Regions from separate parts of the Hordeum vulgare genome. Here region 2 is linked to region 1. The links are chromatin contacts, called in public Hi-C maps. All regions are on one chromosome and are shown on one strand. Each heading gives the region's core, a stretch centred on a gene start, on an enhancer-like site or on the middle of the called end of the contact. The rest is flanking DNA. Distances are from core to core; before and after follow the strand shown.

Region 1 (4,487 bases), core at 1,936-4,435:
CTTTAGCACTTATGCAATGTATGTATGCGTCTATGATCTGCAATATGAAGTGCACACCTTGGTTATAGGACAAAATAGAAACTCGTGTTCAAATAGCATCGTCTCGTCATAAAGCTACATATACTTACTTCGTCGCAAAGAAATTTTCCGGGGAATAAAATACGTTCCAGCTTCTTCTTTGGAGATTTGAGTCGTCAATGCTCACTAAAGTCCTTTTATCATTTGGTTCAGACATGATATTTTCAATCACGGACCAATCATCGCCGGTGCAGGCGTAATCTATCATGATGGAAGTAATAACATTTATTAATAATGAGGAAAACAAATGTAGCAAAACCAGGGCATAGAAAGATTTGTCCGTGCCTTCTGGAGCCACCACGTAGTCTTGTGCCTTCTTAGGTTTGTTATGCAGTCGGATAGGCTTCCATGTTTGCGCGGGCGTTGGCAGCTTGTCCCCTATAATTTCTGCCCCTTCCCTGCCGGACGTTTGTTCTAATTCTTCATCCCCATATGCCTCCATTTGTTTACTTGTTTAGTTGTTTGTTAATTCCTGAGAGCAACATTACAAAGAATCATCTGTATGCAAGATATAATAGAATTAGAATTAGAACAGTTTGGGACATAGTTGGAATTGAAAAGATACCTCTGTCCCTTTGGAGAGTTCAGAATCAGTGGACTGCGTGCTCTTATTTTCCTCCAATTCATCTTTGCCGGCTATTCCATTTGAATCTGCCAGCTTATCCCCTATAGTTTATGCCCCTTCGGTGCCCCATGTCTGTTCTAATTCCTCGTCCTGAACTTGATGCATTTGTTCACTTGTTTTCTTGAAGGTTAATTCCTAAGAAAAGTTGACTTTCGCATTAGAACTATTTATTTAGGACATAGTTGAAAAAGAAAAGATGACTTTGCCACCTCGGAATGAGTGGACTGTGTGCTCTTCTTTTTCTCCTCTTCATCTTTGTCGGCTCGTACATTTGAATCTGCCAAGTTGTCCCCTATAGTTTCCCCCCCTTCGGTGTCGAACATTTGTGCTAATTCATTGTCTTGAGTAGGCTGCATTTGTTCACTTGTTCCCTTCCTTGTTAATTCCTGAGAGCAACATTACAAAGAGTAATCCCTATGCAGAGTATAATATAATTAGATTAGAACTATTTGGGATACTTTGAAAAGAAAGCATGCCTGTGTCACTTCGCAATCAGTGGCATGCGTGCTATTCTTTTTCTCTACTTCATCTTTGTCATTTATTCCACTTGATTCTTCCTTGATTAGTAACTGAAACACACAATAATATAATATTATACAGTATGTAGTCCATATAAAAGAGAGAATATTATGAAGGTGAGTAAATAGTTGTATATTTGATATCATAGCACAAATTACATATTGTTTTGTCCCGCTAGGATAACAATAATAATGACATGTGAAAATATAATAATGACCTCATTAATATGTATGTTTTCTGTATCATCCATGATGGCTTGTTGTTCTATTGTCTTTGATGACTCGGGGTTCACATCCTCGTCTTTCGTTATCATGCCTTCAATCTGCATATTTTCCGCATGCTTGTCCTTGCCTTCCTCGTCCATGTTTTCCTGAAAACCAAAGCATATATTAGTATTAGCTAAGCTGGAAAGATTCAACTCTTTGCTAGACTTGCCGGACTACATTTGGATAGCTATGTATTGTCTCATTTTCCAACTAATGACAAGTATATCACTGAATGTAGCATATCAAAATCTAGTTTTTTGCTTTGATAAAGGATGGATTTTATTGCCTCAAACTAGAGCATCAAGAGTACACAAATACAATGATCACACGTCCAGCCTCTCCGTAGCTAAGATACACACAACCAACATCAACGCACGCACACACAAAATACAACAGCAAATAGCAAAATCATATAAGATCAAAGCTATGCGTAAGCGAGGAAAAAAACAAAATGCTTATTTACACGGTTAGATGGTCTGAAATGAAGTGGTGACGGATGTCAATGCGTGAAGTTCAGGATTGTGAAATATTTTGATCGCACCCTCACCATCACCTTGGAATACAATGTTGTTAAGAGATGAACCATAGTCTCCATGAGTTTGCCTCATCCATATGAGTTTTTTAAGCACAACAATAAGTGGCTGAAATGTACTTGTATCCAGTGTCGGATAGGGAGACGGAGTTTGCCTTCTGAAAAGAGACCAAAGATGTCCAAGGACTTTACAAGTGTTGTTACAGAATCGGGTGCTGGGACAAGGTGCTTCTCTGCAAGGCCAAGATTGGAAGGGGTTCATCTCCTCCGTATCTTCTCATGGAGTCCATTAGTGACACGGCTGCGAACATATAGTTTAGAGGGTTCATTTTTTAGATTTACTATTTTACATTTAAATATGAAATAGTTATCTCACATCTAAATCTTTAACTATTGAATCTTTCATGTCTTTAATATTCGCACACACGTGATCTCGTGCTTGGGGAGCTCCTATTCCACGCGTTCAGCGTCGCGGAAGCCAACCGGCGCCTGCTGGAACGGCAAGTGGGCCGGCCCATGTGACTCGCCCCGCCTGATCGATCGCTAGCTCGCACGACAGCTGTTTTGTACTGTCGCAGTTGACCAATTGACTGGTCAACCGTTGACTTTAATAATAAAGAAGAAGAAAAAAATCATAAAAATGAAAAAAGTTCATCGATTTTAGAAAAATTTCATCCAATTTGAAAAGAGTTCACCGAATTTGGAAAAAAAGTTCATCAATTTTAAAAAAATTCATCGAATTTGAAAAATAATAATCGATTTTAAAAAATGTTCATCGAATATGAAAAGAAGTTCATCGATTTGGAAAACAATTCATAAAATGTTAAAAAAGATCATTAAACTGAAAAAAACTTCAAGAATTTTAGAAAAATAATCCACGCATTTAAGAAAATAAATAAAAAACAAAAACTCAAATAAAACATCAAAAAAAGTAGCGGACAGGAAGAAACAGAAAAAAGAGAATTAAATGGACGAAAGGAAAAACTTAGTCACATATATCGTGATGGCCTAGTGGTTACTGTGGTCTCAGCCAAGCATTAGGTCTTGTATTCTATCCCGCAGCGTAGCATATTTATTAACACAGAAAATCGAAGCCAACTAGGCCGGCCCATGCGTTAAACGGGGGTGCGTTTTGCAGGCGCCTGTCCTTTGCTCTAAATAGGTAATTCCTCGTGCTTGTCCTTTGTTGCGTTGTCTCGTCATAGAGATGGGCTTCTTTGTTACGTGAGCTATCTTTTATTTTTCCTCTTTGTTTGTTGCATTTACCAGCGATTTCTTTTGCAACAAAATGCATGTGTAGTGTTGTGGATACGTGATAGGCTTTTCTTCCTTTTAGAGCGAAGTGTAGGTGTCAGCCTCTTTTATATGCTTCTCATGTTCCAGCTTTTGGCTAGAAGTTTGCGACTGTTTTTTTTTCTTTGCTTTTTTGATGATTTTCTTTTTCAATTTTCAATTTATTTGTTTCCTTTTCCCTTTTGTGTTTTTTGCTTTTCAATTTTTGTTTGGTTTTTGTTTCGTTTTTATTTTAATTATCTCTATTTTATTTTTGGACCCAGTTTTAAGTTCATCCGTGGCTCACAACTGACGGCTAGTCTTTTGAGTCCCAATTGCGACTCCACCTCAAACTCACAACTAAAGTTTAACTTTTTCTTATCCAGTCGCAAGTCTGTCATCGATTCACAACTCTGCCAACTTTTTTTGTCCTAGTTAATTGTCCAACCATGACTGAGAACTAAGGCCAACCTTTTTTTGTCCCAGTTGTAAGTTTACCGCCGACTCGTAATTGGGCCTAACCTTTTTTGCTGTTCCAAGTCAACACTTGACTCGCAACCAAGTCCCAAGCTTTTTTTGTCGTAGTTGCAAATGCACCCTCAACTTGTAACTAGGGCCAACATTTTCTCCTAGTTGCAAGTTCACATTAGAATGGCAACTCGGGTCCCACCTTTTTGGTGCAAGTTATAAGTCCATGCTTGACTCGCAACTAGGGGTCGATCTTTTTGTCCAAGTTGCAAGTTCATACTTGACTCGCAACTAGGGACTGACATTTTTGTCCCAGTTGCAAATCCACCATCAACTCGCAATTGGGTTTCACCTTTTTTTGCCCTAGTTGTAATCCCACCCTTCACTCGAAACTGAGGCCCGACCTTTTTTTGTCCTAGTTTCAAGTCTACACTTGAGTCGCAACCGGGGTATGACCTTTTTTCTCATTTGCAAGTCCATCCTCGACTCGTAACTAGGGCCCAATCTTTGTTTGTCCCACCTGCAATCCCACTCTCGAATCGTAACTAGCCCCCGATATTTTTTGTCATAGTTGCAAGTCCATCCTCGACTTGCAACTGGGGCTCGATCTTTTTTGTCCTAGTTGCAATCCACCCCCTACTCGCAAGTGGGCCTCGATATTTTTTTGTCATAGTTGCAAGTCCATCCTTGAGCCCAACTGGGGCCGAACATTTTTCTTCCAATTGCA
Region 2 (4,680 bases), core at 2,050-4,549, 54 kb after region 1:
AGATATATGTACTGATTCAGGAAATTCTGTGATGCAAGGGGGCCCCTTTTAACGTGGTAACTGTATCCTGTGTGCAATATGCTCACCTGTTTTACTTTTGGTGTGCGAAAATCTTTAATCGGGTGAGAAGATACACACCCAGATAACTGCCTGGATACATAATGAATTGCCCACGACATTCCAATGGAGAAACCTTAAGCTCAGGCTGAAAAGAGCAGTACTTCACCCGCAAAAAAAAGAGCAGTACTTAGTCAGCCTCGCAATGAAATAATAAAGCAGAAACTTGGAAGCAGTCCACGCGGCTAAGCGAGACCGCAGCATTTCTGATGGCTAATCCTCGACTTATGGAGCATGTTTATTATATTGAGGTTAGTCATGGAATCATGGTTCTTGTACATTGACTGTGTATCTGCTATACGGTTCTGTCACGGCGACGTGGCCATGTGACAGCCGATGTACCCAAGCCAGGCACCCCAGTATATGTTGTTAAGGTAAGAAGTGTGTTATATTTCTTCTGATCCAGCCTTATTTTTTTACCTTGCATAAGACTTGTATGATTCTTGCTGATGTTATAATTTCCATTTACCTGTCATAGTCTTTTGGGTTTGAGACAGATCTCAGATACCATACATAGGGGCAAGCATTTTGTGTGTTAGTGTTTGACCACCGGGCTATTGTTTCTGGCCATCCTCTTGACAAGGGCATTGTCCTCCGGCCTCTGGAACCGGCACCCATCCAACACCTTGACCGTGAGTTCATGGTGAAGACCAGGCGAAGGAAGGTGAGACATACATCTAGATATACTGAACATACATACAATGTTAGCCTCTTTTGAAGTGGTGATAGAATTAATCGCATGCACACCCATTTTCCAGGGCATGAGCGAGGATGTTAGCATCAACAAGTTCTTTGACGAGGCCATGATGAACGAGCCGGCGCAACAAACTGCAGATATCAACTTGATGATGTAGTTTGATGATGGAAGCACTTGCAATTGTCCATTGTCCTTTTGCACTGGGAACATATCAAGTACTTCCATGGGGCTATCATGACGTGATCTTCAAGGAGACGCAATTTGCAACATTTTGATGGTTGGGTATTGTTTATAACGGATCATTGTAGACCAAGTACCATTTGTAGTCATGTATGTACCATCGCTCTAACATCTACGTCATCTAATCAGTTAGTGTAACCATCGACTGAGAGCTGAGACTGGTGTTGAATTTTGATATGCGATGACATCTCCAGGGTGATGATACCTTTTCGTGTTTGATCTTTTCTTTACATACTACAACCACCGTAGCACTGAGCATCTTTTCAAGATTATGGAGGATAGTTCTGTTTCTTGCCTTGCCTATTTGATCTGTGTTTTTATCGGGATGAATTACTGGAGGTAATGTGCCTTGGTGGTGTATGTGTATGTGTATCTTTATGTCCATACTATGTCAGACTTAATGTTTTTGTTAAATTTCATGATTTGTACTCTGTTACTATCCCCTCCATTCCATATTGCGAGCCTTCTATTTCCGGCATGCATGGCATAGGATGGATAAGGGCCCATTTGGTTTGAAGGTGGGGGATGGGAGTTTAGGGGCGAGGAGATTAAAAGTCATTGGTTAGAGATTGGGAGTTAGAGTGAAGACTTAATGTTTTTTGTTAAATTTCATGGTTTGTATTCTGTTACTATCCCCTCCATTCCATATTGCCAGTCTTCTATTTCCGGCATGCATGGCATAAGATGGATAAGGGCCCATTTGGTTTGAAGGTGGGGGATGGGAGTTTAGGTGCAGGGAGATTAAAAGTCATTGGTTAGAGATTGGGAGTTAGAGTGAAGAGGGAAATGATGTGGTTAGCAAACTCAAAATCCATATCTCTACTATTAAAGAAAAATATGTCATAGTTGTGATGGTTCGACCATCCTCTCACCCCCTTAATCGCTTGCAGAAAAAAAGAATTATAAAAAAAAGGAAAACACAATAGGAGTCTCACCCGTGAACGCATCTCCCACGCTCTAACCTCACTGATCCCTTCACCCATATTCGAGTCTACCTCGTGCGAAAACCTCCACCCCACACCCCACTCTCCTCACGTTGCCCCGCGCTACACGAGCGCCATCATCTCGTCGGCAGCCCTTCCCATAACCCAACCTCCCTTCCGTTCCCAACCACCTCACCATGCCTCCCGTCGTGGCGACACAAGGCGTTGCGCCTCCTTCCTTCACGCGACACAAACTGATGGATCTCGCTGGCTCCGTCCTCCTCCATAGCGAGGCGCCGGACCACGCGCCTTCCTCCTCGAGACACAACCAGATAGATTCCCACCTTAGCCTTCCATTATAATTGTTGTTTTATGTGCGTGCAGCTGGTCGAGAGAAGAAAGATGTTGCATTCTTGGGTCTGAAGTTTCCTTTTTGCGGGTTACTCTGCAATGATGTGCACTATTCTCGAGTACAATGTGGTATTTTGATAAAGGATCGGAAGCCAGCGTGCTGCATTTTGCTGGTGATTTTTTTCCAGGGTAGCATGCCATGCTTCTTGCCATACTGGTGGCAGTAAGAGGTCGGTACTTGTGATGTGCATTTAAATGATGTCAAGAAGACTTGATTTGATGCATCTAACTCAATATATCAGAAAATGAATCTTGAATAGTCACATCATATGCAGATTCCTCGTGCTCTCATTCCATGTTATATATGCTTTTCTACTGAAGTTTTCATCAACTTCGCTCTGTTCATTGGTATCAAGTTAGGGAAAAAGATGACATTCTGTCTTCTTCCAATGAGCAAGGCTGATAAACAGAATGAATGTACATGGTTTTTTCTTGGGGGACGCAAGTAGAAAGTTGTTTCTATGTCTTCTTTCATGAAAAGGGTTTTTTCTTCTTTCATGAAGAGGGTGCTTAAGGAGACACAACACGTGGATACACATATTGTTGACGCACGGCCTCTAAGAATTTAGCTTTTTCTTCCATGATTTTTCAAGTTCAAAAAAATATTCACATTGGTTGTTGAAGAGGGAAGAAACGAAAGAAATAGTCAGTGTTACTACATGAATTGAAACTACATGCCATCATATTTCACATAAAATTCCAAATCAGCATCATCATTTGATCAATGTGTTTATATATCTTTTGTTAACCTGTTGCAACACACGGTCATTCAACTAGTATATATATAAACCTAAATGTTGGGGGGGGGGGGCGCGCACGCGCTATCAAGCGCGCTGGAGCGGCCGCACTCTAGCTGTCCATCTGACGTGACATCACGATACTGAGACACGTGTGGGGGAGCGAAACCGATCAAGTGGGACAGTGGGAGGGAGAGAAGATGGGTTTGTCTCGTTTCCCGGCCTCGCCGTTCCCCTTGTAGATCTCGTTCCGCACGGTGACAGGGAGAGAAAATCTTAGGGATTCAGTGCGAGCGTCGCCGACGAGAACCTGATGACAACGACGAACGACGGCGACGCAGACCGGTGAAGCCAGCACCACAACGGAGGGAGGAGGGCACCAACAAGTCGATCAGGCGTAGAGCGACTCGTGCGCGTGATGGGAGAAGAGGAGAAGGATGGGGGCCGTTGGTTGTGCGCGGCGCCGAGGTTCTCTGCTACATCTACGACCACAGGTAAGTCATGGCGCCTCGGCCTCCATAATTTCATCATCTCTAACGGCGACGAAGGGGGGGACGGAGGTGGATGTAAATCACGAAAACGGAAGCAAATCGGGTGATGGAAAATCACGAGCTGCCGTGTGCGTCCACCTGGAGCAGAGAACACAGGGATAGAGCTCCTGGGTGTGACTGGAGGAGCCATACTATGAAAAGAAAGAAAAAGGAAAAGGAAAGAAGAGTGAAAAGAACAAAAAAGGTATGCACTGAAAACAACGAAGGTGTAGCCCTGGTGGACTTCTGATGGTAAAAACAACGATGGTGGACTATTTTAAAATAGTACGTGGTATTTTAAAATGTATTTAAATATTATAAAAATACTATATGGCATTTCAAAATTTATTTAAATATTATAAAAATAGTACGTGGCATTTTAAAATATATTTAAATATTATAAAAATACTACGTTGCATTTTAAAATTTATTTAAATATTATAAAAATAGTACGTGGCATCTTAAAATATATTTAAATATTATAAAAACGGTTTGTGGAATTTTAAAATATATTTAAATATTATAAAAATAGTACGTGGCATATTAAAATATATTTAAATATTATAAAAATAGTATGTGACATTTAAATATTATAAAAATAATACGTGCCATTTTAAAATATATTTAAATATTATAAAAATAGTACGTGTCATTTCAAAATAGTACGTGCCATTTCTAAATCCATGATTATCTCTTCGAAATTCGTGAATTTGTTTCTCACTTTTCTTATTTCCGTAAATATTGTGAAGTCCGAGAGCGAGATGGGCTTGACTGGGCTGGCCCAGTCATTTTCGCGCGTGTCCCTCGCAGCGCAGCCCAATCCCGGTCAAATGAACAATTCCGATTTGTCAAACGAACCCAGGGTTTTTTTTAGATTAGGATTGCATAGTTTAGGGTGCAATCGACAAGGATTTTGAATTGAAGGTTCATTTCGCCGAACCTCTATAAATTCAGGGTTTAAAATGGATTTTTTCCGATTGAGGGGGGGTTCCTGGTGCTCGATGACGGCTGCTCATGTACCATGT

Evidence for each region. A called contact is a pair of places that touch in the nucleus more often than the background predicts.
Region 2: a contact with region 1 is called in a Hi-C map of leaf, with 3 times the contacts expected there. The contact joins two enhancer-like sites. A contact is called at or near these places in 3 of 6 Hi-C or Micro-C datasets (leaf and seedling).

What each region holds. Positions count from the first base shown.
Region 1 is chr2H:554,475,591-554,480,077 of MorexV3_pseudomolecules_assembly, forward strand. No RefSeq gene overlaps it. Among protein-coding and RNA genes, the nearest start is that of LOC123430502, 7.9 kb to the left of the region's middle. Within about 2 kb of position 3,186, at least 1 of the 3 cell types and tissues checked has open chromatin away from gene starts, as enhancers often do. A contact at or near this core is called in leaf, where this site is marked.
Region 2 is chr2H:554,529,197-554,533,876 of MorexV3_pseudomolecules_assembly, forward strand. No RefSeq gene overlaps it. Among protein-coding and RNA genes, the nearest start is that of LOC123430503, 3.9 kb to the left of the region's middle. Within about 2 kb of position 3,300, at least 3 of the 3 cell types and tissues checked have open chromatin away from gene starts, as enhancers often do. A contact at or near this core is called in leaf, where this site is marked.